6 separate regions of the Mus musculus genome follow, and all the other regions are linked to region 1. Evidence: chromatin contacts called from public HiChIP or PLAC-seq and capture Hi-C data. All regions are on one chromosome and are shown on one strand. The core of a region is the stretch at or near the end of the contact, and the rest is flanking DNA. Distances in the headings are between cores, read along the strand shown.

Region 1 (5,078 bases), core at 1,790-4,289:
CCTACAAATAATAAAGTATATATTTAAAAAGTCTGAAAAAAAAAAGTCTGAGGACCTGGCTTAGTTGGTAGAGTCCTTGCCTAGCAGACACGAAGCCCTGAGTTCAACCCCCCAGGCACAGTGGTCACACATAAGTGTGCCTGTGACTCCAGCAACATCGAGGGAGAGGCAAGAGGATCATAAAGTCTAAGTTTATCCTTAGCTACATAGCAAGTGAGAGGCTAACTTGGGATACATGGAACCCTGGTGTTAACAAAATACCATAAAATAATCTAAGAAGATGACAACGTTGAAAAGGCCAATACAGGCTAGAAAACTGGCTCAGCAGTCAAGACTACATAACCCGCTGAGGACTGAGATTCGGCTCCCAGCACCCACACCACGGGGCTCAGGAATCCAGCTCCAGGAGGATCCCATGCCTCTGGCCTCTACAGGGACCTGCTCTCACGTGCACACGCCCACACAGCGTCACACGTAATTAAAAATATTCTTTTAAAGGCTAACACTCAAAGTAAGTAAAATGGAAAACAAAGGCTGAAGAAAGTTCCAACTTCCCGGCCTCATCTACAAGCAGAAGAGGAAACATAGGTAAAAGGAGAAATGACTCCAAGTTCTCAAAGTACAAAGATGTCAGCTGCAGGTGCGAGCCGAATTGAGTTCTAGCTGCTTGCCAAGCAGGATGTCGGTAAACATACAAGACAGATAATCCGGAAACATGCTCCCAACAGCCAGGCCGTCAGTAAGGGAAAGCCTGGTCAATCAGTCCTCGTGCCCGCTACCTGGGAGGCTAATGCAGATTCCAATCCAGGCTGGGCTTCCGAGTGAATTCAATGGGCAACTTAATGACACCCTGAACAACGTTAACAACGTTAGCGGAGCGGAGCAGAAGCTCAGCTGCGGGGCACTTGACGAGCGTTCACAAGATCCTAGCTCAATCCCCGGCTTAACAAATAAATAAAGTATTGTTACTGTATTATTTTGTTTTTAGACAGGTTGAAGGATTAATCTAAGGTAATACTTTTGAAACACTGGTGACAGCTGGGCGTGGTGGCGCACGCCTTTGATCCCAGCACTTGGGAGGCAGAAGCAGGTGGATTTCTGAGTTCGAGGCCAGCCTGGTCTACAGAGTGAGTTCCCGGACAGCCGGGGCTACACAGAGAAACCCTGTCTCAAAAAAAAAAAAAAAAAAAAAAAAAAAAAAAAAAAAACCAAAACCAACCCTGGTGACTAATGAAAGAAAACGAATGTCTTGGAATACAGACTGGCTTCGAGACTGCGGTCTGCTGCAGCGAGACTGCGGTCTGCTGCAGCGAGACTGCGGTCTGCTGCAGCGAGACTGCGGTCTGCTGCAGAATTCCTACAGCGAACTGCGATTGCTCATTGAGGCTTTGACTTTTCTGACTCCACCGTGAACTGGCAGTATGATCTCTTCAAAGCATTCAGACCACCTGTAAGACATCACCTAACTCTTGGCCTTACACCCATTAAAAGTGATACTGAACGTTCCACAGACCTTTCTATGTTTAAAGGCAAAGAATCAGCTGTGGGTGAATACTCGTCATCTCTTTAGAAGAGGCATCACCACGGAAGCAGAGCCGTATTAACAGGAAGAGGGCAGAAGTTCGAAAGTTTGTCCTCGCTCACTCCCTTCCGGAATAATCTTTGGTGTGCAGACACTCTTATCACGGCGTCACAGAAGAGATGGACCTGCATGTTTACAGCTGGGCCCTCTCCTAGGACACACACTTGCTCGGCTCACGGGCTACAGTAACATGCCACTTGCCGTGTGGGGAAAATCTGCATATTCATTTAAAAGTTATCTTACAACCAGCCTCTATACAGCCTACTGAGTCACCACGATGAACAACTTTTATTTCTCATTGTGGTCAATTATTACAGGCAGGATTTAAAAATGAAAATGGAGAAGAAAAAAAAAAAACCCTGAATTTAGTGTACACTCCTAACTCCACTACAACATACTCATTTCTAGCTTTACTGTAACCTTATAAGCATTCTGTGTATACAGCTAAAACCTCCTTGGATGTATGTTTTGGGGGCTGGAAGATAAACCCAGGATCTCACTCATCCTAAAACATTCTCTGTCACTGCTCCACCGTCATTATCCTTTTTTGTTAGTTCGAGATAGAGTCGTATGTACTTCAAACTGCCCTGGAACTCAACATGAAGCTCAGGCTTGCCCTTCAAGTCCCGATCCTCCTGCCTCCACTTTCCATACGTCTGGGTTACAAGAGTGCACCACGACTCGGTGTATTCACTATCGAGAGCACAATTTCAGTTTTAAAACGGCTCAAGCAACTGGTACCAACCAACTGCACTTTCTGTAAAATACCAGAACGTTAACCTACATAAGAATCGATGTTTTGAAGACGACGCGCCTTACGTTACACAATTTGATTTACATGTATCAAAAGCCTCAAGAAAACTGGAGCGTTCGTGTACTACCTCGCTAAAAGAAATCATTACTTATCTAATCTTTACTTATCTAATCTCATTCTAGCAGTGAACAAAGATTACACTCAGCGAAGAAAAACAAGAAGCGAAAAGCGGCCTCGGGGAAGTGGCGCAAAACAGAAGTCAAGAAATACAAATGCCCACAAACGGGTAGAGCGTAGACGCTCTTGTAGTAAATATTTACCTAACCCTTGACAGCCTGCCCGCCACCTCCCGGTGCCCTACAGCTCTGGGCCCGAGTTCGAGCCCCGAGGCGGCCTAGGATCTTAGGTGACCACCGGGGACCACTGGCGCGCAGGAACTCATATGAACAGCGAACCGTGGGACTGCGCGAGCCATCCCTGTCTCACCATCATACTTGGGGTCCGACACCTCTGCGGGGAAGTCGATGGCAGGAGGCGCGGCCACCGCCCCCGCCGCGTCGTCGTCCGTGTCGCGCTCGCCGTCCACGGAGCTGCCCCCCAGCATTGCCGTTCGGAGCGTGGATAGTAACCTCGCTCTGCCGGTCCCCAGACGCTGCCGGCCACTAGAGCCTCCCCCCAAGCCGGAAGTAACACAAGAGCCAACGGAAGTCCCGCCCCAGTGACCAGGAAGTTTCTGTAGGGGGGCGGGCTCTCGCTGTCCCGCCCCTTTTTTCTCTAAAGGAAATGATTGGCTGATCCACTGCGGGTGTGCCCCGAGTGGGCAGGACAAGCAGGGGTGTGCTGGCGCGGCGTGGTGCGGCGCTGCCTGTGTAGGAAGGACCTTTCTCCTTGACCCTGTGGGTTGTGTCTGGTTCTCTGTTCTTCCCATATTATCCCTGTAGGCATCATAAACGCTCAGATCTCACACCTGCAAACTTTTCTCTGGAAAGTATAATAAGCAAGGGGACCCACACTCGGAAAGACAAAGACCGCGTGTTTCTCGCTCAAATGCAGATATCCTAACCTGTAATGGATATACGTGGGAGTAAGTGTGGGTAAAGCCTAACAAACCAGAAAGAAGACCAGAGAGAGTGAAAACTGATGTTGGGGCAAGGGCAAAGTAAATAAACCGAGGGGAAGATACATGGTGCGCGGGGGAGGGAGCGGGGAGACCGGGAAAGTAGAAGCAGTATTTTATGGATGTTGGTATATCAACTCTGCCTTCATATGTGTGTCTGTTGCCTATGGAGGCCAGAAGAGGGCATCAGATCCCCTGGGACTGGAGTTACAGAGGACTGATAACTGATGAGAATTGGACTAGGTCCTCTGCAAGAGCAGCAAATGCTGTTGACTACTGAACCGTCTCTCCAACCTCTTCTTTGTGTTTTAATTTCGAAAATCCAGCCATCTAAGGGACCTAATTTTAGAAGTGATGCATATATATATATATATATATATATATATATATATATATATATATATATGTACATGTATATGTATAAGTGATACGTATATATATAAAATAACTATCTTTTAAAAAAATCACCCATCGTAGTGGTTTATATGCTTCTAATTTTTAAATTTGAGCACTTGAGAGGTAGAAATGAGAGGACCAGGTGTTCAAGTACATAGTGAGTTTGAGGCCAGGCTGACTTAAATGATACCCTGTTTCAGAACAAAAACAAATTTATCTACAAGTCCTGACTCGAGTAGAGCAAACTTGCTTTGATCCATCACAGACCATAGCAAAATGGGAAATGCCAGAGAGAATCTAATCTAAAGGAAATTCTTGGGTTTTGAGACTAACTTTCCAGTTGGTTTCAAACCAAAGGTTTTTTTTTTCCTTGTGACCACCTGGAACCCACCCACCCACCTCCAAAGCTACCCTAGATGATGAAGTTAAGATTCAAAAATCGATGCTGGGACTTGGGAGTAAGTTTACTTGTTGCTCAAGCCTAAGGACCTGAATTCAAATCCCCAGAAACCCACACAAAAGCCATTGGCTACAACTGTGCATGTTATACTAGAACCTGCAAGGGACAGAAACTGGAGAATCCTTGGGGCTTGTTGGCCAGCCAGTCTTACCTAATCAGAGAGCTCCAGGATCGATGAGGAGCCCTGTCTCAAACACACACACACACACACACACACACATACATACATATGCATATATATGGTGGAGAAGGCTCAGTGGTTGAGAGCACTTGTTTTCAGAGGACCTGAGTTTGGTTTTCAGCACCATGTCTAGCAGCTCAAAACTATCTGTAACTCCAGCTCCAGGGGATCCAACACCTTCTGGCCTCTGTGGGCACACACACATACACACATCCTCACACATACACATATACATATACAAATACACACATACCCTCACACAGACACATACACACCCTCACACACACACACCCTCACACATACATACATATACACATATACACTCATACCCTCACACACACACACACACACACACACATATATATATATATATATATATATACATACATACACACAAATACACACACAAGTTTAAAGAAATAGGGTGATGAGCAGTAAAGAAAAACTGATACCATCCTCTGGCCTCCATATATGCATGCACATGAACATGTACACATGAATATACCACACATAAACATACAATTGTTTTTTAAAGGTTAACGTCTTTGTCCTCTGGTAATGTCCCTGCTTTGATTGTCAGTGCAGTGC
Region 2 (5,078 bases), core at 735-3,234, 950 kb before region 1:
CAAATGCACTGTTTCAACATCATTCTCTTCAACATGGAAGCTTTTCTTTCCCGTTACATAGCCTTCTTTCAACAAACCAGGAGATCGCAAACGTTTTGTACAACGAGCTGTGCAGAATGGAGGGAGAGCTGGGGCTATAGCTCAGTGGAGAGAGGGTTTGCCTAGCATGTTTATGAAGCCTTGACCTTGATTCCCAGCCCTGCATAAAGCGGAGTAATCCCACAACCTCTCCAGCACGGGAGAAGTACAGATGGGGGCCTGGGACACATAAGACACTATCTCCAAAGTGTCATGGAGGAGGTGGGGGGAGCCACACAGGAAATGTTTGAATCTTTGTAGTTGTGCAATGTCTACCCAGTTCCCCAGCACTCAGGAAGGAGTCACTAACACATAAATGAATGACAACAGCGGTGTTCAAAAAACAAAAAAACAAAACAAAAAGGAGGGCTTAAGGACACCTTTTGCATAATCTGAATTCATCATGAAATACTACTCTTCTTCAATACTCCCCCCATCCCACCCCAACCAGTTTAAGAAAATATAAAACCAGCTAAGCATGGGGGCAAATGGTTTTAATCCCAGCACGCAGGGGACAAGAGGCCAGCCTGTTGTACATAGTGAATTTTAGGCTAGTCAGGGTTACCTGAGACCTTGGGAAAATATACACACTACATCATGGTAGAGCCTTGTCCTGGGTTTTATCCCCCAGTATTGTATAAATAATAAACTATTCTCCTAAGCATTACCTCAAAGACTGTGGATCTTATCTACAGTCGAGGCACAAAACACAAAGCATGCTTTTTATCATTACATTTTCTTAACTGGGGTGGAAGAAGGTGTGTGCCACACAGCACATGAGGAAGTCAGGGGACCACTTGTGGGACGTCTGTTCCTTCCATCCACCGTGTGGGTCTCAGGGATTGAACTCGGGTCATCGGGCTTGGCAGCAAGCAACCTTTACCCACTGAACCAACTCACCGGCCCCAAAGCATACTTTAAAAGCACCACAGTGACTTGGAAAACAGGAACGTTGACTCCTGGCTCATAAGGTAAAGCGCTTGGAGCCAAACCTGGAGACCTATCTTGATATGTGACCACAGGGTGGAGGGGGAGAACTGAGTCCCACAGGCTGACCTCTTAGCTCCACATGCATGCCGAACACACATACACAAACAAGCAAATGCTTAAAAAATAAAAAGCTGAGTGTGCCAGTGCACGCCTTTAACCCCAGGACTCTGTGGATCTCTGTGAGTTCTAGACCAGCCAGGCCTACATAATACCAGAGACCCTGTTCCTAGGGAGAGAAGAGAAAAGCTAAGGATACTATCAGCCTTGCTACCGTGACTTGGCAAACTCTTGCTTTTCCTATCAGAGTTCCTCCTTCAAACACTGGAGGTCCCTCATACTCACCGACTATTAACTAGACTCAGGGTCAAGGCATTCTTAAGAACAAAACAGAAGCCCTAATCCTGGCCAAACTTTTTATCTAGCTTTTCTGCTGTGGAGGCGGTGTTGTGTAGCTCGGGTAGGAGGAGCAGGCTGATGTAGATGTACGGTTGGCCTTGATTGTTGAGCTTCCAGCCCCGACCCCTGACAGGCCTGTGTACCATCACCCCAGGGCTAGGAGGTTCTGGGGAATCGAACCCAGGGTTTGGTGTGCTAGGGGGACACTCTACCCTCTGAGCTATAGCCCAATCATCTGCGCAAACTTTTGCGACACTTAATCTCCTTTTTATAAGCCACTCAGTAAAAGTGCCACTTCCGAGCTCCCACCCGATCCTCCCAGGGACCAGGCCTAGCTTCTCCCTGGGCCAAGAACCTGAAAGCAGGGGGCTACCCTATCCGCCTGTGGATTCTGGAAGGAGGTTCTGAGCTTTTCGAGAGGATATGGATTCAGGCCTGGATGCCCTCGAGCCCACGGAGTCCCCACCCAGGTAAGGAAAAGGCAAACGGCCCCACAGCCCGCCGTCCTCCATCGGGTCCGCCCCGCCCACGACGCCCGGCTGGCTGGACAACGCGCCTCCGGGCCGCCAGGGGGCGCCGTAGCCGCCGCTACCTTCACTCTCAGCGTCTGGCCCAGAGAGCCAGGAGCCTGCGTGGAGGCCCGCAGATGCCAGGATGGCTTTGGTGGGGTGCCGCAGCCCCCTCGACTCCTCACTCAATCCCTTCGCGTCGCAAACGGCCTTCGGGTTCCCTCCTTTTGTCGCCGATCCTTCCCGGGACTCTCAGCGACTGCCCCCCAGCAGGCCGCTGAGCTACGGCAAGCGCCGAGGGCCAACCTCCGCGGCCGCTAGCGCTGCGCGTCCCTCCATCCGCTCCAGCGCAGCCCGGCGCCGCGGAGGACTAAATGCTGCAGTGTGGCTGATCTAGTTTAGGAGGGCTCCTGGGGGGCCGGAAGGACCTCGGTCAAGCAGGGACAGCCTTCTCCACTTCTCCGTGGAGCCGTCGTGCTGCACCGACTCTCTCCCACGCCTGAGACACGCACGCGCGTGCATCTCCCGGGACCGTTCACCCGCCCTCCCTTGCGCTTACCGGGACCTGCCGACTAGCCCCCAGCATCCGGGCCCGAGTCCCCAAGAACTCTCGCCGCCGACGCCGCTGCTGCTCCTCGCTCAGTCCCGCCCCGGCTTAAAGCCGCGGCGTCCGCCCACCAGAACTAAGCTCGGGCGCACCGCCCCCAAGTGGGTGCGGCCTGGGCGGGCAGCGGGGCAGGGAGGGGCGGTCTGCCGCCTTGGGTGGGCGTGCTGTCCTTTTAAATCATCGCCTGGGTGACCTATCTGCTGAGCACCTAGGCCGGTGGGGCTCTGGGCTGCTGCAGCTTCAAGATTCGTCATCGCCTCCACACCCAACCCCGTGTCCCTTTTCCTCGCAGGAACCAGACTGAAGGGTGATTGACACCCGAAATACCTCTCCAGTTGGTTCACTGTGTGTGTGTGTGTGTGTGTGTGTGTGTGTGTGTGTGTGTGTGTGTGTGTGTATGTGTGGCCTTCAGGGCTGGACTTCCTTCCCTGAGATTTTATTTTTCCTCTTCCAGCAATGCTGGGTGTTGAACTTAGGGCTTCACATCCACTAGGCCAGCTGTGTGTGTGTGTGTGTGTGTGTGTGTGTGTGTGTGTATGTGTGGCCTTCAGGGCTGGACTTCCTTCCCTGAGATTTTATTTTTCCTCTTCCAGCAATGCTGGGTGTTGAACTTAGGGCTTCACATCCACTAGGCCAGCGCTCTATTGCTGATCAGCCGCCTGAGAGTGAAGTAGTTCCTGCAAGACTTTAATCACAGCACTGGGGGGGGGGGGGGGGGGGGGGGCCGGGGGGGGGGAGGCAGGCGGATTTCTGAGTTCGAGACCAGCCTGGGATAGGGGCAGATAGACTGACATCCAGTTGGCTTAAAGGCAAACTCGGGTGTTATGCTGCTAGGTCACCCTGAGACAACTACATTTGTCCCGCTTGTAGCTGATGCCCTCCCTTCAAGACAAAATTGGAAGGTGACAGACCTCAAGCCAAGCCAGAGCGGTGAAGAAACGTGGTGGGGAGTAGGGGTATCCTGTGATACCCAGATGAGGACGAAGGTCTTTCTTTGAAAGGGACAACTCAGCCGGGTGTGGTGGCTCACGCCTTTAATCCCAGCACTCGGGAGGCAGAGGCAGGCGGATCTCTGAGTTCGAGGTCAACCTGGTCTACAGAGTGAGTTCCAGGATAGCCGGGGCTACACAGAGAAACCCTGTCTCGAAAAACCAAAAAAACAAAAAACAAACAAACAAACAAACAAAAAAAACCGAAAGGGACAACTCTATCAATTCTACACTACCGAGTAGGTTCTGTGACAACCACTAACAGTGAAGTGAGCTCGGTAACCATAGTTACCCGGTTTTGATGAACACTGTGTAAGCGATGGCCTAAACCCCACTACCTCCCGCCTCCTTGTATTTATATCCTGCAACTTCCTGTTCCTGATCTGAAAGCTTGAAGCACCAGGGTCTTAGTGTTCTGATCCTAAATTGATACATTTTCGCACTCGGCAATAAACAGATTTCACTGGCCCTGCAAAATAACCTTGGAGGGAAGACGGCAGAGAGAAAGCACGCTCCTGTATTGTTTATTGTTGCCACAGAAGAATTAGCAGTAGCTGAAACGCTGGGAATGTGGGAAATTGTTTCTAATGACATTTTCCCCCCTCTTTCCTGCAAGAAATAGTCTGTTTGCCAATAAAGCTTACGCTGGGCCATCACGACCTCCAAAAGTAGCAGGTCCGAAGTTTGAGAAAGACTTAAAACAGGGATCAAACCAGTACCCTGGGAGCTGTTTTTGTTTTGTTTGGAAGATTTAAAAAAAAAAAAAAAAAGGCAAGATAAATAAGACAGGTGAGATTGCTCAGTAGATTACTCTCTGGGTTGTAGTCCAGCGGGTAGAATGTCTAGCACACAGGAAGCCCTGGGTTTCCTTCTGCACGTGCTCTTAACTATAATCTCAATACTCGGTAGGCAAAGTGTTGCATGCAGTGTCTTCACTCGGTTAACTTGATTCATGTTAATGTTTATCCCCATTACTGCTGTGGAGTAGAACTAAGAAGCCCGTGTGAAGGGAGGAGAATAACTGACTGTGCAAAGTCCCCTGATGTGCACAGGGGTGCCCAGGCACGCTTACACACTCAGGGATCATTAACACACTTAGTAATAATAAACACATTTTACAAAAGGAAAACATGTCCAGCGTGGTGGTGCACACTCTTAATGCCAGCTCTTGGGAGGATCTCTGAATTTGAGGCCAACTTGATCTGCCTAGTAAGAAAGACAGGAAAAAAGAAAGAAAAGAGAAGAAGCAAATATCTTTTGATACATTTCGGCATTTAACTAATTAATTGCGTATCATACACACCCATGATTGGTTTTAGCTCTATCATTGACAAAATCAGCCCTTCCCTTTTGGCATAGTTGTATCAGGGTATTCAAATTGGTTAGGGGTTACTTGTTTGTCCCCTGAGTTCCAGGTTAGGGACGGGGTCAACCTCATCCCTTTTAGGTAAATTAGATTAAGTCTCTCTGCTTTAAATCCTATGAAAGCACCAGACATGGTGGGGCATG
Region 3 (5,078 bases), core at 1,893-4,392, 700 kb after region 1:
TTGACTTTTTTTTAGACAGTCTCACTCTGTAGCCCTGGCTGGCCTAGAACTCCCAGTGCAGACCAGGCTGGCCTGTTTGTTTTTTGAGACAGGGTTTTTCTGTATAGCCCTGGATGTCCTGGAGCTCACTCTGTAGACCAGGCTGGCCTCAAACTCAGAAATCTACCTGCCTCTGCCTCCCAAATTCTGGGATTAAAGGTGTGCGCCACTACTGCCCGGCTAGGCTGGTCTTTTAATTTATGGTAATCCTCTTAGTTCTACTCCTGAACCTGGGTTCACAGGTATGTTGTTGTTTAACAGTTCCTTCCTAGATTGAAATAGTTTATCCTGCAGGAAAGCTCCCTAAACAGAAAGGTAAGCCGGGCACGGTGGCACACGCCTTTAATCCCAGCACTCAGGAGGCAGAGGCAGGCGGATTTCTGAGTTCGAGGCCAGCCTGGTCTACAAAGTGAGTTCCAGGGCTATACAGAGAGACCCTGTCTCGAAAAACCAAAAAAAAAAAAAAAAAAAAAGAAAGGTAAACAACTCAAAAGATCTTAGGATGTCCCTGAAACTTAACAGATTCACTAGGCCCCCTCCCTGCCAGAGTAAGCAATAAAAGCTGAGCGTCAGAGACCAACTGCAGAGAAGAGTCTCAGATGAGCAAAGCCTACAATAGAGACTCCTGAGACTAGACCAGTTTCCTAGAAGCAGCAGAAACCAGCCAAGCTGCCTGGAAAAGATTTAGACCAATAGAGGCACCGGGAAAGGACACTCTCCAACCTGGTGAGCTACCTGTAGGCTGTGCTCCAGGTTCCCAGCTTGGTGAGCCGTTGACCATGCTGGGGTGGGCTTTGGTGATGCAGCTGTCTTTGAGGCATTTTTGTTCTTGTAAGTGACCCCTCACCCACATCCCTGCAGGTAACCTCAGTAAAACTCACTGGTTCACCAAGTTGGACTTTGGTGGTACCTAAACTTCTGTCTGTTGTACGGTCCTTATCTGGGGGAAGCAAGGTGTTGTGTCTTTCCAGGAAAAGTTTTGTCACATAATATATGTGCCACCACACTTGGTTTACTCACCCTTGTTTTACTGTGTTTTCCCAGAATCTCTCTCCCAGTAATGGTGATATATACCTACAACCTAGAAATCCCAGCACTTGGGAGAAAGTTGGAGGCCAGCCTGAGCTACATAGTTAGACGCTGTCAGAACAATAGCAATAAAAAGCTCACAACTGAATCCTAGAAGCATGACCATAGTCTCTGTCACCCTCCTCCTCATACCACTGTTGGCAAGCCTTCTCTTCTGGCATGGTCTGACTATGTGCTCTAAAAGTTCATGTCTTGAAACCTACTCCTCAGTCATTTCTGCATGTTTACTGGTATTTGAAATGGCGCTTCTGGGGTCCATTTTGAGATCATGATGGTGGGGCTCTCACGATGGCATTAGTGGCTTTATAAGCAGGAAGAGACACCCAAGCTGGCACACATACTTTCTTAGATAATGCAATGCCTTCTGTTATTTTATAATTAGGAAGGAGTTTCTCTCCTGATCCGTACTACATGAGAGCCTTTGGTCTTCCCAGCAAGATCACAAGTTCAAGGACAGGCTAAACTATGTAGTGAGTTCAAGGCCAGTCTAAATAACCTAGTGAGATCTTGTCTCAAATTTTAAATAAAAATAAGAAGAGGGCTGGAAATGTAATTCAGTGATTGACAGCTTCTCTAGCATCTATGAGGCCCTGGGTTCAATCTCAGAAACACACACACATACAACATATACACATACACACAAGTGTACACACACAAGCAAAGACACACAGAGCACACACACAAGCATATACACACACACATACACACAAGCACACATAACATACACAAGCACGTCATACACTCATTTGTATACAACATACACACACATAAGCACAGACACACAGAGCACACACATAACATATACACATACACACAAGCACACACACAGAGCACAAACACACCATATACACACATACACACACAAGCATATCTACACACGCACATCCACACAAGCACACATAACATACATAAGCACAGACACACAGAGCACACATACACACATGAGCACAGATACACATATATACAAGCACACATAATATACACACACACAAGCACACCACACACTCATATTCATATATATATATATATATATATATATATATATATATATATATATATATAACATAAACACAAGCACAGGCACACATTACATATACACACCATATACACATACGCATATAAGCACACATACACACACTCATACACACAAGCATACACAACATATACACACACACACAAGCACACACACTTATACATACACAACCTATAGAAGCCCAGACAGAGCACACAGATACATCATACACATACATATACACACATACAACCACACACACAACTTGAGGTTTTTTTATTTATTTAAAAAAAAATTTTTTTTGAGACAGGATTTCTCTGTGTAGCCCTGGCTATACTGAACTCACTCTGTAGATCAGGCTGGCCTCGAACTCAGGGCTTCCTCTGCCTCCCAAGTGCTGGGATCAAAGGTGTGGACCATCACTGCCTGGCTGAAAAAAATTCAATTTCTATTTTTTATTTTGATTTTATGCATATGCATGTTTTGCCTGCATGTATATCGGTGTACAACTTGCATGCTTGGTGCCCACAGAGGCTGGAAGAGATCGTCAGGGATCTTCTAGAACTGAAATTACAGACCACTGTGAGCTGCAATGAGGGTTCCATGAATCAAATTTGGGTCGGTGCTCTTGAGCGCTGGCCAGCACTCCAACCTTGATTGAACAGAGCTGGAACTTTTACTCTTCACCAAATACCTTGGGAGGAGAGTTGGGTCATTTTACCTTTCTCACCTGGTACAGAGCATCACCTCAAGAGGGGATAGATACGTGATTAATCGGTTGATTTCATAGCTAAATCGGGGCGGCTACAGTGACCCTGTGGTTCAGCTGTTCTTTTGTCTTCCCACAGCAAGGAGGAGTCAAGGTTCTGCAGTCGTGGAGCCTGGATGGAGGCCGGCTAGGCACCCATCTCTATGGTCTCGCTCTCCAGGTCCCTCCTCCCCGACTGTCCGCGTCCCTCTATGGTTCTTCCTGTTATTAGTCGGGAGGGGGCGCTGCGCGCAGGCGCGAGGTGGACGCGGTGGCGAGGCCGGAAGGAACGCAGTAGCGGCCTCGGTGGCGGCGGCGGCGGTCGCAGCGGCGGCGGTCGCAGCGGGGGAGCTTTTCCAGCGGCTGCTTCTTCAGGTGAACTTGAGACTGAACTCCCGGGCGTCGAGCCGCGCTCGCGGAGCTGGGCTGGCTGTGTTGGGGCGAGTCCGTGATGGGCGCTCGCGCGCGCGGTCTCCCGGGGCTGCGGGTCGAGCGAGGAGAGTGGCCTCCCGCCGGGGCGCCACCGGGGTGGGGGCGGGGCCCGAGGGGGACGCGCTCGCGAGCCCCGGGGGCCCGGGGACCCGCGCGGGGGGTGACGGGAGGGGAGCGACGCCGACGACCGCTGGCCTGCCGGCTCCCCTCCCGTCACTTGAGGAAGTTTCTCGGGCCGGCCTGCTGCGCGGGGGGCGCCGAGCTGCTGAGAGACGGTTCTCTGGCGGCTCGCTCTGGTGGCCGCGCTCCCCACCGCGGCCTGGAGAAGCGGAAGAGGCGACCGACTGGCGACTTCGAACTCCAGCCCGGGCCAGTTTGGGGCCCCTTGGAGTCCAAGTTGACGCCTGTCATCCCAGTCTGAGCTCCCGAGTGAAGGGGACTTGAAACTCCTGCAGTCGGGAGTCCCGGTGCGTGGTAGCGGAGAGCGCTCCCGTGCGCGTGGCACCCTGGGGTGAGCGGCAAGACCCACGCTCGAGGGGACGAGGCGGCCCCTCGTGGGGCTCCTCGGTGATCCCGAACTCCTTGCATCTCCAAAGGGTGCAATGACTTGGTATCCTCTTCTCCATTGTGCTAAGTGTCTTGGACGCCATCTCCGCTGGGGTTTGTCTTGGATTCGTTTCTTTTCTTTTCTTCATTTTTTTTTTTTTTTTAATTTTTCTGCATAGCCGAGGCTAGCCTGAAACCTGAAAAGTAGAGGCTGGGCCCAAGGGACTCAGGAATTTGCATGCCTCTGCCCTGGTGTAGGCCACCCCACCACATCTTGCCATTATGTTGTTATTGTTATTGTTATTGTTATTGTTATTGTTATTGTTGAGTCTAACTGTAGCCCTTGCGGGCATGTAGCTCAGAGGTCTGCTTGCCTCTGCTTCCTGATTAAAGGCATGTGTCATTTTTCTCCTACTCAACAGCCGCTCTACCTTTGAGCTCCACTCTCAACTCCTTGCTGGATTTTTTTGTTGTTGTTGTTTTGTTTTTTGTTTTTCGCGACAGGGTTTTTCTGTGCAGTTCTGCCTGTCCTGAAACTCACTTTGTAGACCTCAGAACTCAGAAATCCGCCTGCCTCTGCCTCCCAAGTGCTGGGATTAAAGGCATGCGCCGCCGCCGCCGCCGCCACCACCACCACCGCCCAGCTTCCTTGCTGGATTTTTGTTTGTTTGGTTTGGTTTGGGTGAGACTAATGGATTTATTGTGTTTTCCTTCAGAGCAAGGGTGAAAGAGTATGTATAGGAGCCTGTGTGCATCAGGGTCAAGTTTTCATCCCCACCATGAACGGTGACCTTATGAAAGCTCCGTCTGCTTGTTATTTTAACATGTAGAGAAGGGGCTTGTCACTGCCCTTGCTTGGAGGGAAGGACAGTATTTTTATGACCTTAGCTTATCCTAATTAAGAAATAGCCAAGCTCTGCCTTCTGAGGGTAGAGAAGGATGGTGAGCCTGAGGAGATTGCTGAGGCTCTTGAGCCTGGCTTTTGGACACCTGTGAGCCTTTTGCATTAGCAACTTTAGACTTATCTAAAAAGGACAAGAGCAGCTAGTAAAAAGCTCTTGAGGAGGAATTTAATAAAGTGTGGCTCAGGGAGATTGAAGGTTTATGAAGTCTGCTGAGTGTTTACTAACTACAGCATGAGGTAATGTGCTCTGTGTTTACTGTGCTTGGGGCTCTACTGTATTCTAGATCCTTCCAGACAGGAATTCTCAT
Region 4 (5,078 bases), core at 1,430-3,929, 580 kb after region 1:
AATAATTTAAACAAACAAAAGCAAAAACAAAAACAAAAAAAAAACCAAACCCAAACAGTAAGATCAGACAAGACCACAGATCTATGGCTACGTGACTATGAGCTGACAGAATCTGTCTTCAAGTAGATGAACTTCTCTCATATTAAAAGCACCCAGGGCCCAGATCTTTACTGAGAGCACACTGAGGATAAACTTAGCACTGTCTTCTTCCCCAATCTGTGTGTCTCTATTTGGGACTCTCCCACTAAGGGAACCTGACTGAGCCGCTGGGAAGGAAGACTCAACTCTTTGGTGAATGCCAATGCCTAGGAGAGCACAATGGCATCTGCCAGCAAATAAATGACTCCTAATTAACAAGTAACTCTAGCCAAGGGGAAGAAAGGGTATTTGAGGGTAGAAAAAAAAATCAAATGGGTCTGCCACTGAACGTCGTGGTCATTGAAAGTCATCACCAGGGCCAGGGATGGTGGCATATACCTTTAACCCTGGCTGAAGAGTTCCAGGACAGCCTGAGCTACATACCCTTTTTGAACCAAGCAATGACGCAAAAACGAAGAAATTGAAACAAACCAAACAAAGAGAAACTACACAGACCGTAAGAGAAAAGTGAATTCTTTGGTGGTGGAAAATGGATCTGAACGCATTGCATCCTCAGAGAGTTCCAGGCAGGGCAGTGGAACAACAAAAGGGAAGAACAGGAGACGGTATAACGACAGGCGGAGAGACCACTCAGATGCATGGGGTCCGTTAGGTGGGGACGGTACAACAACAGGCGAACAGACCACTCGGATGCATGGGTCCGTTACGCGTTGTCTGGACATACTCCAGAGATGCTCAGCAGGCGCTGGCTGACCCACAGGTAAACCAACACAGAGCCGCTGGGGAAAGCCAGGAGGGCCAGAGGTAAGTAGGGCAAAAGATCCACATGGGAGCAGGAGAAATTCTAAATCCAGGGACAGGGCAGCAAGACAAACAGCACAGAAACAGACAGAGGAATCCACAGAGACTGCTAGAGACAGACAGGTCAATAGGACGTGAGTGTGTGTGTATGCCTGTGTTAGAATACCACTGGAGATCAAAGAGTACAGCCCGTCATAAGCCAAGGCAGCAGGAGCCACATCAAATCCACAATCAGGAAACAAGAGAGGGAGGAAGACATGTTTGCTGGTACTCAAGTCTCTTTCTCCAGTTTATGCTGTCCAGGATGCCCAGAGAATGGTCTTGTCCAGAACAAAATGGGTTTTCTTACATCAATGAATGTGATCAAGACAATCCCGACAGGCACGTCCATAGGCTCATCTCTAAATATAGTCAAGGTGTCAACTACAGCATCCTGAGGACTTGGTAGGGGCTATGCCACCTACAGATATGCACTCAACCAATGCTTACTACTGTCCACTACTGTTTTGTCTGGTTCTTTTATCTCTTTCTGTTTTATCTATTTTCCCCTTTAAAGTCTGATCTCTCCTTTGCCTCTTCGAGTGTAGTAAACCAAACTAGACAACGGAAACAAAGCCAGACTTACTAAGGATGTATTCATCTTCCGCTGCAGTAGGAAAAGTCTGTAGAAGGACTAATGCAGCCGGGTCTGGGGAAGGAAAAACAACGTCATTATGAGTGGGCGTGGAAAGAGGGGAATCCTGCACACAAACCTCCTGGAACATTCCCAGAAGAAAACCGGAGGGATGGTGGTCTCACTGGCTGTCAGAAAGGACTGGAGAATTGCAACTGTGCGTTGGGACTTGGGGGGAATGAATGAGTGCAGCTGACGAGGTGAATTAACAAGAAATGAACAAGAAATGCTAGTTAAATAACTGCCATTTACTAAGGGATACAAAAGAATACTCACAAGCTGCTCTGAAAACAAAAGTTAACCTGGTGGGAACTGTATTTATATACAATTACGTGATACTGTGACCACGACTTTAATATGACAAAAGGAACGCCGTCGGCCCGGGACTTAGCACTCCCACTAACAAACCCTCTGCGTGACCTCGGTTATGTCACCACTATCGCAGACCCACAGTCTTCCCCTATGAACAGACGCAAACACAAACTTTTCCTGAACTAGACCACAGGATGCTGCAGGGAGAGGATCGGGAAAACTAACAGGCACAGCAAGGGTGCCGATGGCGCCCAGTAACATCATGAGACTTAGAAGCCCTGGGAGGCAGGGATGTCAAGTGAGGTAGGAGTTTGGACAGCGCCTCTACAGCTCAGGTCACTGAACTGACCGCTCCTATGCCCACACGCCTCATCCTCGGGCCATCTAGACAGCCCAAAGCCATCAACACGACCACTGCTACCGTCCCGGATCCCGCACGCTGAGGACAGGAGGGGGCCGAGGCATCGCGCAGGCGCTGATCGCTCAGGCCTCGGCAAGCGGTCTCAGGCCCCCCTGCAAGCCATCAGACGGACCCAGCCTCCCTCTCACGGCCGCGATCTGCACCCTCAGGCCTCACCTAGGAGGCCGCGCCGGGCCCGGGTCTCGCTGCCCCCGTCAGCCCGGCCCTCGGCCTCCCCGGCCTGCAAAGCTGCGTTCGCCTGCTGCCGACCCGGACGCACCGGCCTCGGCCCGCAGGCTCGCGACTCCAGCTCGCGCAAGTCAAAGCTGCGAGCGTAGAGACACAGACCGCAGGAAGCCAGGCCAGCGCAGCGGACGTGCGCTTGCGCGAGCATGCACACAAACAGAAGTGCGCACGCGCAGCATGCGTGCCACTGGGCTGGTCCCTGTGGTCTTCCTTTCATCTTTGGGGAGGGGCCGCCCAGAACTCTTAGGCTTCCAGGGATCGTCGCACAAGTCTCCTCCTCGTTTCAGCAGCTTGTGGGTACCGAGCTGAGAGCAACAGTAACCTTCGTGATTTTCCTCACTTTGAACCTCCAGGAATGGCTTGAGGGGTTATATCCATTTACCCAGACCTCTCCCAGCTTGGTGCTTTTAGATAAAAGGCAGATTCTAACAGATGAAAGAGAGAGGAAAAAAAATGTGTCACGCTCTGTTTAACTGAAGTGCTAGAAGTTTCCATCAAACATTTAAGTATAAGAAGTGTCTACCACCTCTTTTAAAAGAAAGAAGACAAAAACAGTGGCTTTGCCAGATCATACAACAAATGCATAAAAGTTCTAAAAGCACCAGAAGGCACACATAGAAAGGGAGAAAAAACGTGTTTGTCAAATGACTTCTCCAACTTGATGTTTGCAGTCCGGCAACAATGCTCAAACGTGGAACCCTATGGTCAGTCAATTCCTCTCAGATTTCACCGGCCCTCCTGAATAATGCAAAAGTGCTCTTGTCCTATCTGCTTCCAAAGTTGATGGAGACACAACAGAAGCTGCAGATGCAAAAAAGGAAGGAAGAGAAAACACAAATGATGGGTTTCTATATCACACATCTAATGCACAGAAACTAAAAAGAGAACCAGAAAGAACTCACAGAAAGAAGGAAAATAGCTCTCTGTTAATTGACCTCTGAAAGGTGACATTTGGGGCCGGGCGACAATGACAGTTTTCAGAGATGGTACAATACAATGAACATTCCATCGACTTCTTACAGAACTAATGCAGCAGTGGTCTTGGTCTAATTCTTCATAAAGACGTTGGCATCAAAACTAATAACAAAGTCTACCAAAACAGAAAGTTCTCTGCACCAATGCAGAGAGTAACGTTTTCTTCCCAGAAGCACCAAGCACCTTGGAGCGCCAACCCTAGGTAATAAACTGCTGAGCAACCAGCAGGAGACAGAAGCATCACGAATCCCTCTCAGATGCTGCAGGGCACACATGGTCTCAGGAGAAAGGGTGAGCCCTCCTCCTCGGAAGGCCTGCACTGCCATGGGGCACCTTCTCCCAGGTTCTCACCTCACCTGGTAACTGAGGTGCCCACCTGAGCTGGCTCCTATCTCTTAAACCAAAAGCTTCCCTTCCCCATGGCAAGCAGGGGTTACGTCTCTGAATGAGGGGCCTGGGCTAAACTCCCCAGGTGACAGGGAGATAGGAACACTCTTTTCTCCAGGTTTACATTGCACAGATGGGACTCAGGCCTTTCAGAAAAGGAATTCCTTGCTTGCAGTGAGGACATTCAAGCTCATATAATTTTTGTATTAAGAAAAGGGGCTGGAGAGATGGCTCAGGGGTTAAGAGCACTGACTGCTCTTCCAAAGGTCCTGAGTTCAATTCTCAACAGCCACATGGTGGCTCACAACCATCTGTAAAGGGATCTGATGCCCTCTTTTGATGTGTCTGAAGACAGTGACAATGTACTTATATAAATAAAAAAGTAAATTAAATAAAAAAGGAAAAGAAAATATTTCGGTTTGTACAAACATGGAACAAGCAGTCAGCAGGCTGAGATGCTTCTGCTCTGCTCAGATGCAAATTGAGTAGCCAAGGAGGCACTCAACTAGTTGGGCCAAATGTCACCTTTCAGAGGTCAATTAACAGAGAGCTATTTTCCTTCTTTTTTTGTAGCTCCTGCAGTCTTTGTTTTCCCGTCTCATCTTCTCCTCATAGCACAGCTGGCCTGCTGAATGATGATAAGGTTGGAAGGTAGGCGACGACTGCCTGAGAGAAACCTTTCATGGAGCTTAAGGTTGCAGCATGGGGAGGGGGATGGCTTCTTCCCTGGGAACACACTTCAACAGCAAGCATCTGTGAACGTTGTGCAGCTTCCTCAGGGGGACTGGAGTGTTGGAAGAGGCTGAGCTTCTAAGAAAACACTCTGGTTGCCCTGAGGGCAGTTCACCAGACTGATTGGCTAATGGCCCTCTGCCTAGCACACCCAGGAAGAGATTAGCAGCTACAGATTATGGGAGCGAATAATTAGCTTCCTTAAAGGAAAAATAAACATTAAGATGGGTGCTCAAAATAAAGGCTTATTATTAACATTAATAGTCATTCAATACTATATAATAGTGTTCTATACTCAACTAAATACCCCTGAAAGAGAGCTGGTCATTCCATCTGCTCCAGAAGAATGTGTGTGTGTGTGTGTGTGTGTGTCTGCATGTATGTACATGTCTGTATGTATGTGTATGTCACTGTGTGTATGTGTTTACCTACGGTCTTACACATGTTTGGTTT
Region 5 (5,078 bases), core at 1,495-3,994, 540 kb before region 1:
TAGCATAAGCAAGGCCTTGGGTTCTATAAATACAAAACTGGCCATTCTAAAAAGATTTTCAGGAAGCAGGAAGATCGTAAGTAGGAAGTTATTTCCACAAAGTTGAGTTTGATATGCCCAGATAATCAATGCAAAGATTTGCATACACTTGAGAACTTCAATCTCTGATCAAATTCCAACCATGGCGATCTAACTGGGCCATCTGAGATCCTCACTGGCTTTATGACAGCTTGTTAAACTGTCCTCTCTGGCTCGGAACTGGTGCTGCCAAGCTGCGGGCTGTTAAAGGTTAAGCTTCCGCTCTCTTTCCAGCTCCTCGGATGACTGCCTGGCAGTGGAGGGTGAAATGACCTCATTCGTCAGAAGGAAGACACAGAAAGAGGTTCTGAGACAAAAAGGGGATCTGCCAAGGAAAGACAAGGAGTTTTCAAGTTCAAATAAAAGCCAGAAGACACCCTTGGTGAACCCTAATATGTAATGGTAGTAATTATAGAGTCCTGCTTACCACCCCGCATATGACAAGTGAACCCCAGTTGGCACATTTTCTGAGCCAGCTCCTAAAGATCCTTTAAAGACATGGGGAGCGTCTCCCACTGCCTCCAACATAGGGCTGAGGTGTTATTCCCTCCACCATGCAACCCACACCAACCACCATTTGCTTCCCAAGCCAGATATGTTTTATAGCCTGCAAAACGTGATAAGACTGCCCCAGAGTCCAAGTGCTTGTGTCTGTTCTAAGTCCAGAGTCATCCCATACTTTCAGTGTTTCCATCTGGGGCACACAGTGCTTTCTTTGTGTGTATTTCCCAGTGAACTTTATCCTGGAGCAGTTTAGAAGCTTCGTATCCTCCAAGCTCATAAACAAAGCAATCGTACCTGGACAGCTTTTAAAAATAAAGCCTTGCCCACTCCGGCTGAGTTCAAGTCTCAAGCGCTGAGTGTGTTTTCTGCTAGGAGAAGGTTGCTGTGGCCCTGGAGTCTGGGTCACCTCAGTCCTAGGTGTGTACTCTAGGACATGTTCAGAGCTGGGTTGGGTGTGACTGGGTAGACAACAGGAAGCACCAGGAAGGACTAGGGAGACAGCTCAGTAGTTAAGAACACTGGCTGTTCTTCCAGAGGACCTAGGTTTGTTTCCCAGTACCCACATGATGGTCACAACCTTCTGCAACCCAAGTTTCAGGGAATCTGAAGCCCTCTTCTGACCTCTGACATATGCACCAGGCATGTACATATATATGTATCAGTCACAGATGACATACATGCAGTCCAAGTAGCTTACACATAAAATAAAAGTTTTAAATAATGTGCCAGGAGCCACACACCTACATGGCCTCTACAAGATGAAAGAAAGCACAGACATCCTAGACGCCTCAGCCGACCTGGGGGCTGAGGAAATGGGTCAGTTTGTAAAGTGCCTGTGGTGCGAACATTGGGACCTGGGTTCCATCTGCGGAACCCATGTGAAAAGCTACATACAGTAGATATGCTCTTGTACTCCCAGTGCTGGGAATTTGGGAGACAGGTGGATTCATGGGGCTTGTGGAGACTTGATAGCCATCAGTCTATCCTTTTTAGCTACTTCAGTAAGAGACTCTGTCTCCAAGATATATATAGTAGATATCGGCTGAGGAATGACGCCCAAGGTTGACTTCTTGTAACACACACACACACACACACACACACAGAGGAAATTTTTAGACAGTCTTGTGATTTACATAGTTGTAAAGCATGGGATTTTAAACTTATTCTTAATGTTCTGTTATTCCAGTAATCAGATCTTGGCGTTAGTTACTTTTTTTGGCACCCCGGAACTTTCAAAATTGTGGGTGGCTCCATCCATGAGAAACCATGCCCCGTGGACCTTCAATCAGGGAAACCGATTCGTAGGAGGTATGTGGAAGTTACTCAAAGGCAGAGAGCTTAGAGGATTCACCTGCGGAGGATGTGAGCCTCGAGCTTTCAGAGCCAGCACCTTGTGGCGGACACTAGACCAAAGACCTAGAAGCCCAAAGGTCCAGGTCCTGTTCTAAAAGACACCACAGTGTAGGGGCTTGGCTGGAACTCTGGGAGGGCCGGGAGAGGGCGAACAGAGGTATTACCTCCACTGCCAAGCCTTAGGCGAGATGGCCTGGTCCACTGGGTCCAGCCACCTCGCCTTGTACTGCTCCAGCCTCGCCCACCAGGCTGCTCAGCCACGCCCACACGAGGAAGACTCTCCCATTCCCTTGCCTGCCTCAGCTGGGGCTGTCTAAACCACGCCATCCTCGCTTCAGCACCGCCCATCGGTCTGCTAGACCGCGCCCACCGGCTCAACTCTGCGGTGCCACTCTGGCGGACACAGCTAGGGCGACTTCGTTCACTCCGTCCCTTCTTGTTTCGGCCACGCCCATCCGCCATCTAGGCCACGCCCATCAGTCCATTTCAGGTGGGGGGAGTAAGGGCGCGTCCCCTCCCCTTGGCTTCTCCCTCTTGTTGGCCTCTCAGACCCCACCCCCGCTCCACGTCTCAGCTGGGGCCAATCAGTCCGGCGCGCTGGCCGGGCTTCTGCTCCGCTTAGCAAGCCCCTAGGCCACGCCCACCTAGCGCAACAAGTCTCTTCCAGGTTCCCCCGGTTGCCCCAAAAGATCGACCCTCCCACCAGGCTGTCTCCGCGCGAGGCCGCCCCGCCCACTCTAGAGTACTCAGCCTAGGCCCCGCCCACCTCAGGTGGGGCTGCCCCGCCCTCTGGCCGTACGGCCCCGCCCACTCCGCCCGCCTCAGGTGGGGCTGCCCGTCCCTTTGCTCGTCCCAGCCTTGGCAGGCTACGTCTACCTCGCAGCTCCTTACAGACCGAAGCGCCGCAAAGTTTTGACATTTTGGCAGCAGAGACGCGCACTGACTCTCTCCCGCTGACAGCTGTGGCGGCGGCCGACTCTCAAGGACCACTCAGTCTCAAGTCCTAGGCGCTCCCGCCGCCCGGCGGCCACGAGGCCCCGCCGCGTCCTCCCGCGCTCGCCCTCCCGGAGGCTGCAGCCATGTCTCGGGGGCCGGAGGAGGTGAACCGGCTCACGGAGAACACGTACCGGGTAAGTGTGGGACTTTGCGGAGCTCGAGACGGGAGACCGGGGGGATCCGGGACTCTGTGGTTCCAGGCTGAGGGCGGAGGCTGGGAGGCCCGGAGACTTGGGAACTCCAGGGTTCGAGGCCAGGAACGTGAGCCCGGACAAGCAGCTGACCATTGTCGCCAGCGGGGTCGGTCGAGATTCTTTTTCGCTTTTGAGATAAAGTGGGGACTTTACATGATAAGGGCCTCCCCTTCCCCCTTGGACCCTTGGAGACTCCCAGGGACCCCACATTTCCCGTGTTGGGGGAAGGGGATTGGAGACGTGGACGACAATCCGCGGGGTCCCCGAGAGGTTCTTATCCTCCCCCAACTTCTCTTTGTGGTCAGTGACTGCGCTGGTCTGACCGCTGGGGCTAACCCCTCCCCAGATCCAAAAGAGAGAGAGAAAAGAGACAAGCTCGAGTTTCCTCGGAGAAAAGAAAGAATGTAGGGGAGAAACTCCTCCGTAATTAGGAATCCATCGCCAGGTGAGCCTGGCTCCCTCGGCTCAGGGAATTTTCTAGGCTGCCAGGGAATCTGCTCCTGGGAAGACTTGAAACGCCTTCGCCCTCTTGGACTCTTTCATACAGTAGCTTTTAAGTTCGATTTGGCTTTTGATTACTTTTTGTTTAGCGTTTTGACAGTTTTATACATCTATATACAATTATTATGAGCATGTTCGCCCGCAGTTGGACTGTTTCTACGTTCATGATTTGGGGAGGTTATTGGAGTCAGAGAGCACTGAGATTTTAATAAGAATTGACTTAAGCTGACAGAACGTGTGGTGATTGGTCGCTTAACTGGCATGTTATGTGAGAGAATTTTTCCAGAAACAGACATGGGATTAGTGGCCAGTTTAGTAAGTTTAAGTACTTATAAATGAATTCCATTTGAAATGAGATATCCGTTTAATCATCTGCTATTAATAGAATACAAAACAACTTTTGTTTTAATTCCACTTAGGTCCACTGAACCCCTGAGATTTAAAGTTCTCTAAATTTACTTGTAGTCATGATTAAAACCCACTCTTTGGTCATTTCTCTAGATTCTTTTTTCACCCACTCTTTGGTCATTTCTCTAGTTTTTTTTTTTTCACCCCTAAAATTGAGTTTCTAGATTTGCAAGGTCTTAGTTCCTGAAATCAGAATTTATTGAGTTGCTGGAAAATCATTTTAAAGCAGCATGAAAATATTTTCAGAATTCATTGTGGCTCCAAATCATATCCACCCCTCCATGTGTGCACTATAACATTTATTCTAGATAGACAAAGTAGACTGTATTATTATGATTTTGAAGGTTCACAACTGTGACCAAAACCTGTTCCTATTAGTGTGCTTCCTTAATTAAATGATAATTTTTAGAAATGCCAGAAATTTGAATGTTTAAAGCCTTGTATTTGGATTGGCATTGTTCAGACTTAAATGATGTGAAGCCGGTAGAACTGGGGTGTGGGGTGTCGACAGAGTATGGAAGTAAAATGCCCTAGCGTGGGGGAGACAAGATACTCAGATGAATACTCAGTCAAGGAAAAACCATAACTGAGGAATGTGGGTTATTTATTGTAGTCTGTGCGTGGAATCCGAGCATCTGCTGCAGTGGAAAACACAGGCACAGTTAAGTTTCTCAAACACAATTGATTGTTTATCTTGCTGGTCTGGAAAGAAAATGTCAACTTTAGACAAGCAATCAGATGCCCTGAGCAAACTGTTCTTTTTCTCACTTCTGACTGAGAAACCTTTGGTTGGTGTGGGCAGGCAGATTACAGTACCACAAAAATGAACCACCTTGGCCTGTCTTTCTACCCACAGAGCTGGAGTAAGAGGAAGACTGTTGATTTTGTTGGTTTGGTTGTTGTTGACTGTTGATTTTGTTGTTTTGGTTATCCGCATTGGTAGACGTAAGGCATAGTTAGTCCTTTTGGGGATGTTTTGTTTTCTGACAGGGTCTCACTATGTAGCCCTGATTGGCCTGGAATTTGATATGTAGACCCGGTTGA
Region 6 (5,078 bases), core at 1,236-3,735, 550 kb after region 1:
AAAGGATTTATTCTGGCTGACAGCTTACGGCCTGTCATCAAGGGCAGCCAAGGGGGAAGCTAGAGGCAGGAAGTAGAAACCATGGAGGAAGGCTGCTCACAGTCTTGTCCAGCTACCCTGTTCTAAACGGTTCAGGTCCATCTGCCTAAGGGTGGCACCGCCCTTAGTGGGCTGGGCCCTCCCACATCAATTGGCAATCAAGAAAATGCACAGACATACCCACAGGCCAATCTGATGGAGCTAATTTCTCAACTGAGAGCTCTTTTCCTAAGTGCCTCAACTTGACACTCAAGATTAGCCATCACACTATCTTGAGCCAGTCATACATACACACACACACACACACACACACACACACACACACACACACACACATTCCCCTGACAGTGTGATGCAGCCAGGATCCCTCACTAGAATCTGCCATGCTGTTTGAACTTCCAGTCTCCAAAACTGTGAATTAAATACATGTTTTCTTTACTCCCTTCCCCTCCAAAAAAGTAGCCTCGAATTCCACTGGAGTTCCAATCGCCCACAGCAGGCAATACTAACTAACGTCCTATCTGTTCTGTTCTGTTTTGTTTTCAAAGGAGCTGGGGATGGAATCCAAAGCCTTTCGTAAGCTCGGTACCGCATGCTCCCAGATCCTCAGCAGTGGTTTCTAGGCAAATGCTCTTCCACTGAGTCATACCCCAGCTTCTCACTGGTGTGAATTCTGAGTAATCAGTCTGCTATCTAACCACAACTTCAGCCCCTCACTGAGGGGATTCTAAGTCAGGCCCAGCACTGGTAAGCTTACCCCCAACCCCCACCTTTTAATGTTTTTGGAGATGGGGGTCTTACTAAATTGCTTGGGTTGGTTTTGAACTCATGATCCTCCAGAGTAGCTGGGACTTCAAGCTTGCACCACTGTGTCTGGCTGCATGATACTTGAGACATATGGACTCCATTTGAAAATCTGTTTCTCCATTTTCCCAGCTGCTCACTTGACAACAGGGCCCAAGAACATGGGAAGGGAGCACAGCATGGAACACGGCAGGAACACGTGCATGCATGGAACATGGCAGGAACACGTGCATGCATGGAACATGGCAGGAACACGTGCATTCATGGAACATGGCAGGAACACATGCATGCATGGAACATGGCAGGAACACATGCATGCATGGAACAGGGCAGGAACACGTGCATGCGTGGAACATGGCAGGAATGCATGTATGCATGGAACATGGCAGGAACACGCACATGCATGGAACATGGCAGGTACACACATTCATCACCTCCTTCGGGTTTCCCAGAGGGAAAGGTTGGCTCCCCTTCCCTTCCCTGGGTTTCTAGCCTGCCAGGGATCCTGCAGAGAGGCAGGTGATTTGGTAGGTAACCCATCTGTGTGAAAACCCAGGGTGCGTAAGAATGTCATCACGGAGATAGCTCATGTGCACACATGTGAACACACATCCTAGTAAAACCGAGAGACAAGCAGCTTCCTTCTATGTGTGCCTAAATGTGTGTAGGCAGGAAAGAAGAGTGTTTCTGGTCCCTAGAGAACCCACAGTTAGGGGTTAGGGCTCGCCTAAGATGAGAAAGGCTATGACTCCTAAAGCATCCAGTCTACATGGTCTACCAAGAAAAGCACAAGAGTGTCACAAAGACTTTTCAATATAAGGGAGGGGAGGCCAAGGAAGAGGGGAGAGAGGGCAGAGGCTAGAACTCTGGTCTCCCCAGGGTCATGTCCAGGGTTGGTCTCTATAGGTACCTAGGGCATTTACTCCAGGCATAGGTGGCCAGCAGGCTTGGGGTCCAGGGACTTCATAATATGGATGGCTCTTTGGAGCTACAGAGCACTGCCCTGAGTAGTCGTGAATATATCAATGGACTGTCAAGGTTCGACCTGTCTAAAGCCATGCAAGGCTATTTCCCAATATTCTTGCCAGGCCTGGGGATGACAGATTAGGGAGTTGAAGAACATAAATCCAGTCTGGCCTCAATCTCCAGTCTTTCATGCATTTGACTGTTATAGTCCACAGTACCCCCCTCACGCCTTGAATAGGCTGCCCCTCTGTCTGCCACACCCTGCACACACAAGTAAAGCCAGAATGGATCAATCTCCCAGCCACACCCTTGCCCATGTCAGGGTCAGACAAGCGCTGCCTGAATACCCATTGGGGGTCACTACCCTTCTCCACCATCAGGAGATCCAGGGAGGGTCCGGTGGACAGGAGGACGGGCTCCCGACACGTCCTGGCACGGGCAAAGGTAGACTTAGGCTGTCGTCTGGCGAGAAGAGATGCTCGCTGGGGCTGGACGTCGTGGGCAGGGGTCCCTTGAAACATAGAGGAGCAGGTAATAAGCAGGGGGTGCTCATTGTGGGTAGCTATAACCATCCTCCATGCATATGGGGGTGCGACGCAGCAGCACCCTGTCTACATCCAGAGCTCCGGGACGCCCCATGACCGGAAGTGCCCCCCTCGTGGGCGCGGACAAGGCGGGGCCGGCGGGCGGCACTTCCGGTGCCCACGCGCCGCCGCCTCCTCCGCCGTCGCGCAGCTCGCGGCCGTCACTTTGTGTAGTGCGGGGGGGAGTCCCCGGTGGTCACAGCCCCCCACCCCCCACGAGTCCGTGTCTCGCTCCGGCTTGGCCGGGCCCGGGCGCGCGCGCGGTGAGTGGGGCGCGCGGATGCGGCAGGTGCGCGCGGGCGGGACGCGCGCGCTGGGGGCGGTGGCGGCGGCAAGGCTGGCCGTCATGGATGCTCGAGAGCTGGAGGCCTCCGGTGTCCGTGGGGAGATCGCGGGACTGCAGGGCCCGTCCTTGGTGGGGTCGGAGTTGCAGCTGCACGAGCTAGATCTTCCAGGCCCCTAGATCCCCCCAATACCGACCTGGGCCTGCGCGGCACGTCAGGGATGGCTTAACACCCTAGAGGGGTACAGACTCCAGCGTGGGAGGGGGCGGGCCGGGGACGTCGTGCACTGCACCTTTGCAGGGTGCTAGCGCCGCCTTCTCCAGCTTAGGGGCGGGAGCTGGGCCGGAGCCGCCCCCGCCCCCTAGAGAGACACCTTCCAAGGAGGGCTGTCATTACTCCCGCCCTAGCGCGAAGTGGAAGCTAGGTACCCTCCCCCCATCCCCCAGAGAGAGGAAGAAAAGGGAAAGACCTTGTCCTGGAGCCCTACAGCCAGCTTTGTGACATTGAGGGGCCGTGGCCTAGCCTGCTTCATCTGTAAATGGAGGCTGGCTGGACTGCTCTCTCTCTCTGCTAAATCTGTTGCCCCCGAGATGGGTGGTGGAACGCGTTGGCAGAATCTAGGGTGCATTATGTGGACACAAGAAGGGAGGGAGGAGGTGCAGGTATCAGCGAGGATCAGCCCACCTGCTCAGCCTGGGTGGGTGGCATTGGCATTTTGTTTTGGTTCTGTCGCTACTGGCTGGGCCAGGGGGCTAGCTGGCCTGGTTGAGGAGCCTGCTCTGGGGGGTCGTGGATGACCTCCAGGGAGCAACCCTGGAGAATAGGGGCTCCGGAAACTGGGCAGATGGTGAGGAGTGTAGTGAACAGGGAAAGACATTCTGGACAAAAAAGGGTCTTAAGTCAGTGGGGCTAGTGAACGGGAATGAAGGTAACTAGCCACAAGTGCGCATGCGCGAGCGTGACCCCACGCAAACATCCTTTACGTGGATCCCCTGGATTTGGGACTTTTCTGGAGTTCCTAACTTTTAACCTTTACGATTGTGTCTCTGCACACTCCTTTCTATGGACAGTGCAGCACCCCGTTCTGAGTGTCTGCAGCGCTGTGCCCTAGGCTCAGGACTTGAGTGGAAAGATGTGTTGAAGTGACACAGTGATTTTTGCCTGATGAAGCCGTGAACTTGACACTGCATTCGAATCCAGGATGAGAGGTTAAGGAGAATGGAGCAGAAAGGCGTTCTAGGGACTGATTGGCAGGAGTGGGGCTAAGAATATCCCAGGAGGAGGGGAACCCCCAGGGCCTGAGTTGCAAGAATATGAACTGACCTTCTCCTGGTCAGACTGGTTTTCAGAGCTTCTGTTCTGAATCTTGGGTCAGAGCACCTGGAGCATCAGGCTTTTCTTGGCTTCTGCCCTGTCTCCCTGTCTTCTCATGGCTTTTTTTGTTTTTTTTTTTTTTTTTTTGTTTTTTGTTTTTTTTTTTTTCGAGACAGGGTTTCTCTGTGTAGCCCTGGCTGTCCTGGAACTCACTCTGTAGACCAGGCTGGCCTCAAACTCAGAAATCCTCCTGCCTCTGCCTCCCAAGTGCGCCACCACCGCCCAGCTAGAGGCTTTTAATAGGCTTTTTTTTTTTCCTTCACTTTTTCCCTTCTTGCTCTGTCCTGACAAGCAACTCAAGGGAGGAAGTAGTTGCTTGGGCTCCCAGTTGAAAGGTACAGCCCATCACGGTGGGAGAGACACGGAGGCCACGCAGAGAGACTGATGCTGGGGCTCAGCCTGCTCTCTCCTTCTCATTCACACCAGGGCCCCAGCCTAGGGGATGGTGCTGCCCATGTTTAGGGTAGATCTTCCCACCTCAGTTAACCTAATCTAGCCACTCCCTCACAGACATTCCAGAGGCATCTTCTCTTTTGTAACTTCAGATCCTGTCAAGTGTGCAACAGTAACCATCACAGGACGGGTGCACAGACTCAATTTTATCCACTGTCCTCTCTGGTGACAGAGACTCTTCATGACTTCTGGGGTGGGTTTTAGTTTGGTGTACCCTTTCCTCAAGCTGTGGCCAGCCTATTGTGGAGTGTGACAGTTGTGCCCTCACAAATATTTTTTTAAAATTCCAGTATCCATGTCATTAACTGTAGATCTCTGGACATGTCTTTAATAAGTACTGGAGTAGCTACTGTGTGTCTGGGATAGGAATTAGGGGGAAAAATTGGGACTCTTCATCATCCCTCAGTTGAATATTCTTCAGTAAAGAAAATGTGCATGCGGCCTTGGAAGAGATGTAGCCAAGGCGATTGCCTCCTCTTCCTCCTCTTTGTGTGCAACATATGTACACAGTTTTGTGTGTGCATGTGTGCATGCAGGTACATACAGTGTGCATGTAGATAACAGGTCAGCATAG

Evidence for each region. HiChIP or PLAC-seq counts read pairs in DNA pulled down with a chosen protein or histone mark. Capture Hi-C pulls out chosen DNA fragments and counts their contacts.
Region 2: an H3K4me3 HiChIP or PLAC-seq map of embryonic stem cells shows a contact between it and region 1, with 6 read pairs. The contact joins the promoter of Trrap here to the promoter of Eif2ak1 in region 1. A contact is called at or near these places in 1 of 39 promoter capture datasets (pre-B cells) and 3 of 115 datasets of contacts at active chromatin or transcription factors (embryonic stem cells, large pre-B cells and pro-B cells).
Region 3: a contact with region 1 is called in a capture Hi-C map of macrophages, with 4 times the contacts expected there. The contact joins the promoter of Rnf216 here to the promoter of Eif2ak1 in region 1. A contact is called at or near these places in 1 of 39 promoter capture datasets (liver), 1 of 115 datasets of contacts at active chromatin or transcription factors (bone marrow-derived macrophages) and 1 of 9 other capture datasets (macrophages).
Region 4: an H3K27ac HiChIP or PLAC-seq map of microglia shows a contact between it and region 1, with 4 times the contacts expected there. The contact joins the promoter of Zfp12 here to the promoter of Eif2ak1 in region 1. A contact is called at or near these places in 2 of 115 datasets of contacts at active chromatin or transcription factors (bone marrow-derived macrophages and microglia).
Region 5: an H3K4me3 HiChIP or PLAC-seq map of bone marrow-derived macrophages shows a contact between it and region 1, with 4 times the contacts expected there. The contact joins the promoter of Baiap2l1 here to the promoter of Eif2ak1 in region 1. A contact is called at or near these places in 2 of 115 datasets of contacts at active chromatin or transcription factors (bone marrow-derived macrophages and pancreatic cancer cells).
Region 6: a capture Hi-C map of macrophages shows a contact between it and region 1, with 2.5 times the contacts expected there. The contact joins the promoter of Zfp316 here to the promoter of Eif2ak1 in region 1. A contact is called at or near these places in 1 of 115 datasets of contacts at active chromatin or transcription factors (bone marrow-derived macrophages) and 1 of 9 other capture datasets (macrophages).

Annotation. Positions count from the first base shown.
Region 1 is chr5:143,815,753-143,820,830 of GRCm38.p6, reverse strand. Eif2ak1 (eukaryotic translation initiation factor 2 alpha kinase 1) reads right to left here and starts at 3,039. Exons shown (of 15, transcript NM_013557.2): 1 at 2,823-3,039. The coding sequence starts at 2,940.
Region 2 is chr5:144,765,700-144,770,777 of GRCm38.p6, reverse strand. It overlaps Trrap (transformation/transcription domain-associated protein), which reads right to left and starts at 1,984. Exons shown (of 71, transcript NM_001081362.2): 1 at 1,931-1,984.
Region 3 is chr5:143,111,084-143,116,161 of GRCm38.p6, reverse strand. Rnf216 (ring finger protein 216) reads left to right here and starts at 3,142. Exons shown (of 17, transcript NM_080561.4): 1 at 3,142-3,263.
Region 4 is chr5:143,232,764-143,237,841 of GRCm38.p6, reverse strand. Zfp12 (zinc finger protein 12) reads right to left here and starts at 2,679. Exons shown (of 5, transcript NM_001289589.1): 1 at 2,463-2,679; 2 at 1,526-1,588. The coding sequence starts at 1,540. It overlaps 4930448H16Rik (RIKEN cDNA 4930448H16 gene), which reads right to left. Exons shown (of 5, transcript NR_040700.1): 5 at 3,094-3,332. It overlaps Gm38735 (a long non-coding RNA gene), which reads left to right and starts at 3,312. Exons shown (of 3, transcript XR_868668.3): 1 at 3,312-3,708; 2 at 4,467-4,544.
Region 5 is chr5:144,355,778-144,360,855 of GRCm38.p6, reverse strand. Baiap2l1 (BAI1-associated protein 2-like 1) reads left to right here and starts at 2,744. Exons shown (of 14, transcript NM_025833.3): 1 at 2,744-3,065. The coding sequence starts at 3,015. It overlaps Dmrt1i (Dmrt1 interacting ncRNA), which reads right to left and starts at 2,933. Exons shown (of 2, transcript NR_102374.1): 1 at 2,812-2,933; 2 at 1-403.
Region 6 is chr5:143,267,429-143,272,506 of GRCm38.p6, reverse strand. Zfp316 (zinc finger protein 316) reads left to right here and starts at 2,485. Exons shown (of 7, transcript NM_017467.3): 1 at 2,485-2,656.